2 separate regions of the Mus musculus genome follow, and region 1 is linked to region 2. The links are chromatin contacts, called in public Hi-C maps. All regions are on one chromosome and are shown on one strand. Each heading gives the region's core, a stretch centred on a gene start, on an enhancer-like site or on the middle of the called end of the contact. The rest is flanking DNA. Distances are from core to core; before and after follow the strand shown.

Region 1 (4,360 bases), core at 938-3,437, 270 kb after region 2:
CCAAGAAGGGAAGAGGAAGCGGACTCACCAGTGAGGACAGAGGCGAGCAGAGTCTGGAGGGGTGTGACCATGAGCCAGGAACCCTTGGACCTAGAGACCACCTCTAGCAACTGAAAAGCTGGGGTCTCAGGAGGGAAAGTGACACTGGCTGCGAGCATAAACACTGTATAAGCCCCAGTCAGGGACACTTTGTTACAGTAATCCCTGAAGACAAGCACAGAGCCCTGTCAGGAATGCCCTGGAAACCCAGCACTTACTTCCCTCCTATTCTGGAACCTTCCAAGTAACCTGGAGCCAAGGTTATTGGGCCAGGACCATCATCTGTGCATCTCTAGGCACCGTGTGGGAAGTTCCCAGGACTCAGTTTCTTCCCACCAAACCTGGAGGTTCCTCGGCAGGGTCAGTGTGCCGCTCCAGGGCTGTGACTGTGGCTCGTCAGCCTGGACTCCTCAGCCCTTTGGTTCCCACCCACCCCAAGCCTTCTTGCTTTTGTGTCACTAGACAAAGTACTTCTAATCATGTGACTTTTGAGGCCCAGTGAAAACACACTAAATAAAAAGTTCCAGGATAAGGCATAGGCTAGTGCCAGGGATCCGGAGCCCTATGGCTGACACTGGCTGGCCATTGGCCCTGCCCCTGGTCTAGATGGGACAAAGCCAGGTGGGCCCAAGCAAGGACTGCAGGGGGCTGCAGATGAATGTGGAACATTCTCTAGGTTCTCCCTCAAGGCTCCCTCTAAATGTCTCATGCACCCCAGCTGAGTAAGACCCAAGCAGCCTCTCTTACAGGATCCAGGCACTTGACCTGCAAAAATGCAAGCAAGGGTCTGGAGAAAAATGTGTCCTGTCTGTGTCCTCCCCAGGACACTGCCTATGGTCCTCCCCAGGACACTGGCAGCAGCCATAATTCAGGACATGGTCTCCCAGCAGCTCAAGGCCATGCATCTGTCTGTGGGATTCAAGGGTCCTGCAGAGCAATAAATTTGCCCACTTCCCTGCTGAGACCAATAAATCCGGCTCACTGAACACTCTGTAACTCAGTTGTGCAGAACTCAACGCACTCCACTGGGGAAGCAAGAAAACACCATGCTACGAGGGGTCATGATGACATTCATACTCCGTCCCCAAAATCTGGGAGACTGTGGTCTCCTGTCACTCAGGAGACAAGAGACAGCCCCAGGCAACCCAGCAGCAAGCTCTTCTCTAAGTCACCAAGGACACCTGTCTCCTCCTGACTCTCCCTCCCAATGTGGGGGCCATGATGTCCTATGGGTGCCTGGGGAGATAGCATCTTTGAGATGTTGATGCAGCCAGCAACTGCTTCCAGGCTCCTGGACTTTTTGAGGTGCTTCTGTGTGAAAGGGTACTGTGCAGTATTTTACAAGTGAAACATGTTTTTGAAGCCCTGTAGAAGGACTCTTTGAAGCTGTTTCTCCATACACTATTTGGGGGGGGGGCCAGATATGGATCTCTACACATGAGTTATGCTTACAGCCTGGGCATGAGGCAATGCAGACCCAGCCCACCCTGTAATGCAAAGATGTGTCTGTGCCCTGCCCCCACAGCCACTGCCATCCTGTGTCCTGGCCCTCTCTGCTCTCTGCATAGCCCTGGACATGAGACCAGATGAGCGCACTTCCCTTCCTGGCTTCCATGACCACCCTTGCCACAGTTTTTCACGGAGCATGTGCACAACTGTCCTGGACTCCTCACTGTCCCCCCGGGGATGGCTGTGAGCCCAGGTTACATCCATCCACCCAAATTCTAAACATCAGGGTACAAAGGAATAATAGTACTCACTGTGGGACACATGAACAGTCAGACAGACAGAGAGAGAGGGAGAGAGAGGCCAAGAAGGGGAGAGTCGAAAAGGGTAACCACCTCTTAGGCTTGAAGGATAAGCTGACACTCACAGGAGGCAAAAATGGCAGAGGCTGCCCATGAGCCTGCCCCTCAGACTATCAGATGTCCTCAAGGGCCTGCTGCATGGACAAAATAGAGGCCAATGGGTGTAGGACATCCGTGGGCAACAGGAGGGAGGGACTCCGCATCCAGGGCAGCTTTCCAGGCCTCCTCCTCTGCTTTCTCTCTGCACCTTTCAGGAAGAAAAACTAAACCTGCAGAGCCCCTGCTCTGCTCTAGGGCTGGGAATGTTCCTGGGTTGTTTCCATAGCAACCCATGGCCTGCTTCTTCCTTTTGGCTCAAAGTGTTCAAGCCTGGAGCATCCTCACCTCACCCTAAGGGCTGGCGGTGAAAACAGCCAGGTCTCCTGATTTCCAAACCGTGGGTTAGGCTTTAGGAGCTCTTCTCTCTTCCTCAGGAACTTCAGTCCCCACTCCCCACTCTGCTGGCCTCTTCCTTCCCTCCCTCCCTCCCTCCCTCCTTCCTTCCCTCCCTCCTCTATCCTCTCTCTCCAGGGTGGCTGTCTGGACCTCACTCAGCAGGTGGTGGACAAGGGGCAGTCCTGGCACCAGGTTCCCAGACTCTGGCATCCCACATGGAATACTGCGGAGGAGCTGAGAACAGAATGCCCCCCCCAGGTGGCACTGGGCCCCGGGGCCTAAAGGAGGAGAGGGCAGGGAGAGAGGGGGCGCTGGATGGTTCCCACATGGGCGAGAGTCCTTGGTCAGGTCCATGGCTGGAGCACAGGATGGTCTTCTGGCAGGAGGCTAGATGCGGCTCATTAAGAGAAAGCTTATCCCATCATTCAAGCATGGCGGGCCTTGATGAGCAGAGACAGTCTATGGTTTTAGAGCTTTATTGTAGAAAGGCGGGGAGAAAGAAGAGAAGGTAGAAAGAGAGAGAGACCAGCCATGGCCACATGGAGAGAGGGGGAAAGGGAAAGAGAGGAGAGCTAGAGAGTAACAAAGGTGAGAGCTTAAAGAGAGCGAGGAGGGGCCAAGCAGCCCCTCTTATAGTGGACTGGGCTATCTTGCTGTTGCCAGGTAACTGTGGGGAGGAGCATTATAGTCAGGTAACTGTGCGGGTAGAGTATAGCCAGAATACCAGAAGCTTAGGACATTGTCTGCGTGACTGAGTCACAGAATTATGGACAGGAACCTGATTCTGGGAACATGGCTCGCCTTTCCATCCCTTGTAGATTTCTCTGTTGGGTCACCAAAGCAAGCGCCATTCAACCAAATTAGGCTGCCTATCACAGTCCCACACTTTCTCTCTCCTCCTTCCCTCTCCTCTCTCCCTTCTCTCTCCCTCCCTCCATTCCTTCTTCTCCCTCCCTCCTTCCCTCCCTCCCCATCTCTCCCTCCCTCTTTTTCTCCTTCCCCAACACACATTTTATCATCTGATGCCCAAGTGACACCCATTCACTCTTAGAAGAAAATCACCAGATCCTGCCTAGCCTGCCAGACTCACTCAGCAGCTGCTACAGGTTGTGTGGTCATGTGTCAGTCTCTCTCCTCGCTGTTACACATTGTTACTTTAAAGCCCAGTGTTGGCCTCAGTGAACCCAGCATAGAAGCCTCAAGTGTTCTCACCAGTCTTTGTCTCAGACCCGTCCTAGTTTACATAGTAGCCAGAACCCCTTTGCAAACTTGCCCAACGAACTCCTTCCTCTGCCCTCCTAGATATGAACTGCTCTCCTAGATATGAACTTCGTGACAAGAGGATATATTTTCCAGCTAACTATGTTTTGAGCTCACTACAGATTCATAACTATGGCCTGTCCACTCTGCTCCCCCAGCAAGGGCCACTCCTCCCCAGGGCCTTTGCTTCTCCAACCAGGGTCTACATCCTCTCCTATCCCAACTCCTCTCTCAGAACGCCTCTTCTGCCTCCTCTGCCGACCACATTTTCGTCAGTTCATTTTGATCTTACTGTGCAGCCTAGGCTGACCTAGAACCTGGCCAATCTTGAACTTGTGGCAATCCTTCATCCTCAGCCTCCTGGGTGCTGAGATCCCAAGAGTGTCCCACTGGGGATGGTGGCAGTCCACCTTCCCACTCAGCTAACGTGTGTATCTTTTTGTGAACATGGGCCTCCCTTATTCTTAGGAAACACTGTTCATTTGCAGTTCAGTGTCTGCTGTCTGTGGTGCTTCTCTCAGTATCCGTGAGAATGGGTTAACAGTTCTCTGCCTGACCTCGTTCATAAAGCTGAGCGCAGGGCATGACACCCGGCACGCCACAGTCAGTAAGTGTAGCATGCTCGTCTCATTCACACAGTGGAGTAGTACTCAGTTATAAAAAAAAGAGGGAAGTTCTGAAATTCTAGGCTCCGTGAACAAAGCCAGACACAAAAGGCCACAGATCATGTCACCTTGTTACATGAAGCACCCAGAATAGGCAAATCTGGAGAAACAGAAATCAGACTGGAGCCTGGAAAACTGGGAGAAAGGATAAGG
Region 2 (4,320 bases), core at 1,473-3,972:
TCAACCTTCCCATTCTCTTGGGTCTGGACAAGACTCTGGTCTCTACACCAAGGACAGATCTCTGCTCCCAGAGTCCCTCTGCCAATACGGGTTGTCTATTCCTGGCCCCAAGCCTGGCATCTTATAGAAGGCAATGTAGCACCGGTGTGGTCTCATGCCCCAGGGGCTCCCTGTTACAGGGTGATTTTGAACACTCCCATAGAGAAAGAACTTGAACAACTTTGCTTGCTTTCTAAAAACCACTTGAATAGCAGCATGTGTTGGGGGGGTGGGGGGCAGGTGTTGGTAATGGCTAGGGTACAGCATGAAATCACAGCTGTTAATATCTTGCTGGACACCATTTCTAGCCTTTCCAGTTAAACCTACAGGAGTGACATATCACCAAATAATTTTGTTTTCCTCAATGTATCCATCCATACCAGTGATTTCCTGCAGTGTGAATAATTAGCTCTACTCTTAAGGAGTCCACAGACTGTGACCCACTCCTCTGAGTTTCCGCTCAGACTCCTAAGTTCTCTCTGGTGTGTTCCGTAACCAGTTTCAGAAGAGGGTCACTGTTTGAATAGCATTTCTGCATACACCCCTCTGGTTACATCAGCAGGAACTGAAAAGAGTGGGCCATATGCAGCTGACTGAATGCTGGCCCCTGGGCCAGCCCAGAGTCTTGTGCACAGTGGGAGCTTGAATTGTGCTTATCCCTACTGTGTTAGTGCCCCTGCTGGTGGCCTGGTCAGGGCTGGATGCAGGCAGGTAGCATCTTCCCTGGAGTTACCCGCATTTTTATCAATGAGCAGAGCAGTGCTCTTGTGGGATTATGTACAAACAACTGGCTTCCCATTGCAGACCAGGAAACAAAGGAGATGCAGAAGGGAGAGGAAACAGCATCAGAGGTCAGAGCCCTGCTCAGGCAGACGGGGGACAGTGGGCATCCGGAACCCAGAGCCAGGGTGAGCCTCCAGCCCCTTGAGCGTGAAGTATTTCCCAAACTGTCACAGGCCACTGGCTACACAGCTTGTCCCAGCCTGTCGCTCAGGACTTTCAGAGAGAGAAAGTACTTGAAAAGCCATTATCCGTTTAATCGTCCAAATCTAAACTTCACTTCCCAACGTGCAAACTCGATGGTCAACTGGTTCGCGTGCACTCTGCGTCCTTCAGCCGTCAGTCCATGTCCGTGTGTCTGGGGATGGTTGATCGCAAGAATCAGACAGCAACACTCGGGGCCCACTGCGAGCAGGGGTACGCAGAGATGCTGTGCTCAGGCAGTAATTAAGTCATCCTAGTCCATCTCTCCAAGGGCAGGTTTACATGTAGAGTCCTAAGCATCTTTGGAATGTATCTCATGTGTCAGGAAATTATAGAAGATATGCTCTGATTCCACAGGTCTGTGATAGATCTTAGTCCCCCATTTAAGGATTTCCTTACATGGTGTGGTAGGGGGAGCCGACCTTAAGTAGCTTTATGTGTATGGTTTGATTTCTGAAGAGATTGCTAATCCTAGTGGGGATTTTTCTAAAAGCCTCTGTCCCTGTGCAGCCAGGCTCTTATAATTATCAGATACGGGCTCTTCTTGTGTAAATTCATTGTGGAGCAGGCTCAGCAAATTGCTTTACCTAATGAATTTCAAAGGCAGACTCGGTCCTTGAAGTGTCTTATCTGCTAGGGTTGCCGTTCGAATGTTCTTTGGCTGCTAACTTTGGGCACTTGTTGAAGACTCCCCCAGCACTTTGCAGGGAGTAAGACAGAAAGCAAGAGGAGGGCCTTTCATTTGTTTGCTTCAGGGCTGCTGTAGCAGGGTGTGTGCTTTCCAGAGCTGGGGCTTCCTCTGCACAAGCTCCAAAGCAACTGAACCTGGAGGAGTGGCAGGTGACTAGGTGGGCGGGGGACATGAGTGACATTTATCCAGGTGCTTACCTTTCCCCCATCCATCCCTCCGCCCCACATCCCTAAGTTCTAAGCGCTCTGCCTCCGATAATAACACACTGGAGAGCAGGTACAACCAGATTTCAGTTTCACAACTTCTCAGAAGTTAAAACTCGTGACGCGTTGTCTCCCAACTCAGCCGTGGAGAAAGGGGTTTATTAAGGAGCAGATGAAGAAATGAAAATCAAACTTCCTGGGAAGTAATTATATCGGTTTATAATAAGCCATACGAATTTGAAAAGAAGTGGGGGGGGGGGAGCAAAGCCAGGCAAGGAGTATATCGAGGATATTAAATTAAGTAATTTTAATGTCACCATTTGATATCCAGGAACACGAACAATTTGTAGTTCTCGAAACTGTCAGGTTGAAGCATCCATCTCTCTGCCATGGGAAAGGTGGCAGGGATGTGGGTTATACGTCTCTCTGTATAGAAGAAAAGGAATCTCTGATCCTACTTCAAAGGTGTGGGTTCCTAGGGGGACAAAGACAAAGCAGTTAGGGCTGTGGCTGCTGCTTTTGCTCTTGTCAAGCCCCAGCTCAGTCAGCAGTCCCTAGACAGGTGAGTAGACCTCTCTACAGCATGCTACAACATGCCTCTGAGCTGAGGGTCATTCACAAGTGCCCATGTCCCTGATGTGGGGAGCAAGGGGTGGGTATGCGGAGGAGGGCCCCGTAGGGCTCAGCCTTTAGGAGTCAGTCACAGAGAACAGATGGAGCCGGCAGGCCACCCACCCTCAACACTGTGGCTCCAGGTTTGGCTCTATCTTCTCAACAGCCGAACACATTGCACAAGCTTTCCCACGCAACTGAGATGAAGACTGAAAAGCAGTTGGATCTGACCCAGGCCACCGATGCCGTTCCTCGAGGTGCCCACATGTCCTCGCAGGGTAACCTTCCTCCAGGCTTCTTCGCCAGACAGGGGTGTCCAACATGACACAGGCCCAGTGCTCGAGAAGTAAAGTGAATGGCAGTTCTCCCTGAGGAGAGCAAGGTGTGGGGCTGTGCCGTCACACAAAGAGATACCCAGCGGAGGGCATGCACCAGCTATAGCCAAGCATCAGCAAAGACCCTGTGAGGCAGGGTAAGTGTCAGCTGGACACAGCAACCCTTTCAACAAGCAACACCATTCATGGAAGTCCCAAATCAGAGGCCAAACAGGGGCCTGCACAGGGCTGGTCTTTAACTGTGCCTGACCCTGAGCCCGGCTGTTCCTTGCTCTCAGGAGCCTGTGGATGAGGCTTCTCCACGGAGCTTCCTGAGCAGTGTGGGAAGAGTGGGGCTCCATTCCAGGGGCAGGTGAGAACCATTTAAGGTTTTCTTTTTTTAAACAGCTTTATTGAGATGAAATTTACATACCATAAAATTCACCCTTTTAATGCAGTTCAGTGGTTTTTAGTCTATTCACAGTTACGCAACAACCACCACTGTCTAATTATAGAACTCTTTCCTCACCCCAAAAGCTCCTATGGAATTTATGTCACATGAAGATTTGTGTAACCACCACAGCCAAAATTCTGTATTGGTCCCTCTCCTCCATGAGTGTTTTTTTTTTAATCAGTATGTATATACTTTTAATAAAAATACAATTATATCACACTCCCCTTTCCTTAAAGAAATCAGTATTGAGAGAGATGTCATGTGGAGGGTGACAGCAGAGTGGTTCTCAATGCACAGCATCCATGTAGGACTGACTGATCTGGAACACGGGTGCTGATCTCGGGCTGCCCTCAGAGCCCCCACGAAGGAGACACCCACTGAGCTCATAGGCACAGAGTAGACTCTTAACTCCAGTTACCATGGTTGTCTGTGCTTAGTTCTTCTAGCTGGTAAAGAAGTCTCTGGAAATCCTGGGGAGAGGGTGTCTTTCTCTTTCTGTGGTAGTTGCCAGCCCCCCCAGAAAGATTCCATGTAGGATTTTTAATCAATATGTAGAGATGGGCAAGATTCTTATACAAATAAAGCTAAGATCTGGACTCAGTTCTAAACTCCAGGACCCTACAGTGAGCCAGCAGTCAGCCTACCAAGGCCTTTCTGCATCTCTTGCTCATGCCTAGAAGATGCAAACGGTCATCCAGGATTCTTACGAAATTAGAATCCAAAGTCACAAAACTTTCCTTTGAAGTCCTACTGCTCTTGAGACTTGTTTAACTTGATAACAAGGTCCTCAAAGACCCCGTATTCATCCATATGTCACACCTGCAGCATGGGCCCAGTCCCAGTGAGGTAACTGAATGTGCACACCTGTGAGGGTGTGTGGATGGATAGATGGATGGACAGACGGATGGATACATGAAAGAGTGGGTAAACTGGAGGGGTAGGTGCATATGTACACCTGTGGGTAGAGAGGATATGTATGTATGGATACTATAGTGGAGAATTAGTGGATAAATGGATGGATAA

Evidence for each region. A called contact is a pair of places that touch in the nucleus more often than the background predicts.
Region 1: a contact with region 2 is called in a Hi-C map of cerebral cortex, with 2.7 times the contacts expected there. The contact joins two enhancer-like sites. A contact is called at or near these places in 8 of 484 Hi-C or Micro-C datasets (LSK cells, cardiomyocytes, cerebellar granule neurons and 5 more), 2 of 115 datasets of contacts at active chromatin or transcription factors (a beta-TC-6 cell line and stem cell-derived neural progenitor cells) and 1 of 9 other capture datasets (embryonic stem cells).

Annotation. Positions count from the first base shown.
Region 1 is chr2:179,855,159-179,859,518 of GRCm38.p6, forward strand. All of the region lies in intron 6 of Cdh4 (cadherin 4), which reads left to right. Among named protein-coding and RNA genes, the nearest start is that of Gm36066, 54 kb to the left of the region's middle. Within about 2 kb of position 2,188, at least 9 of the 459 cell types and tissues checked have an H3K27ac peak or open chromatin away from gene starts, as enhancers often do. A contact at or near this core is called in cerebral cortex, where this site is marked.
Region 2 is chr2:179,583,914-179,588,233 of GRCm38.p6, forward strand. All of the region lies in intron 2 of Cdh4 (cadherin 4), which reads left to right. Among named protein-coding and RNA genes, the nearest start is that of Gm52541, 64 kb to the left of the region's middle. Within about 2 kb of position 2,723, at least 10 of the 459 cell types and tissues checked have an H3K27ac peak or open chromatin away from gene starts, as enhancers often do. A contact at or near this core is called in cerebral cortex, where this site is marked.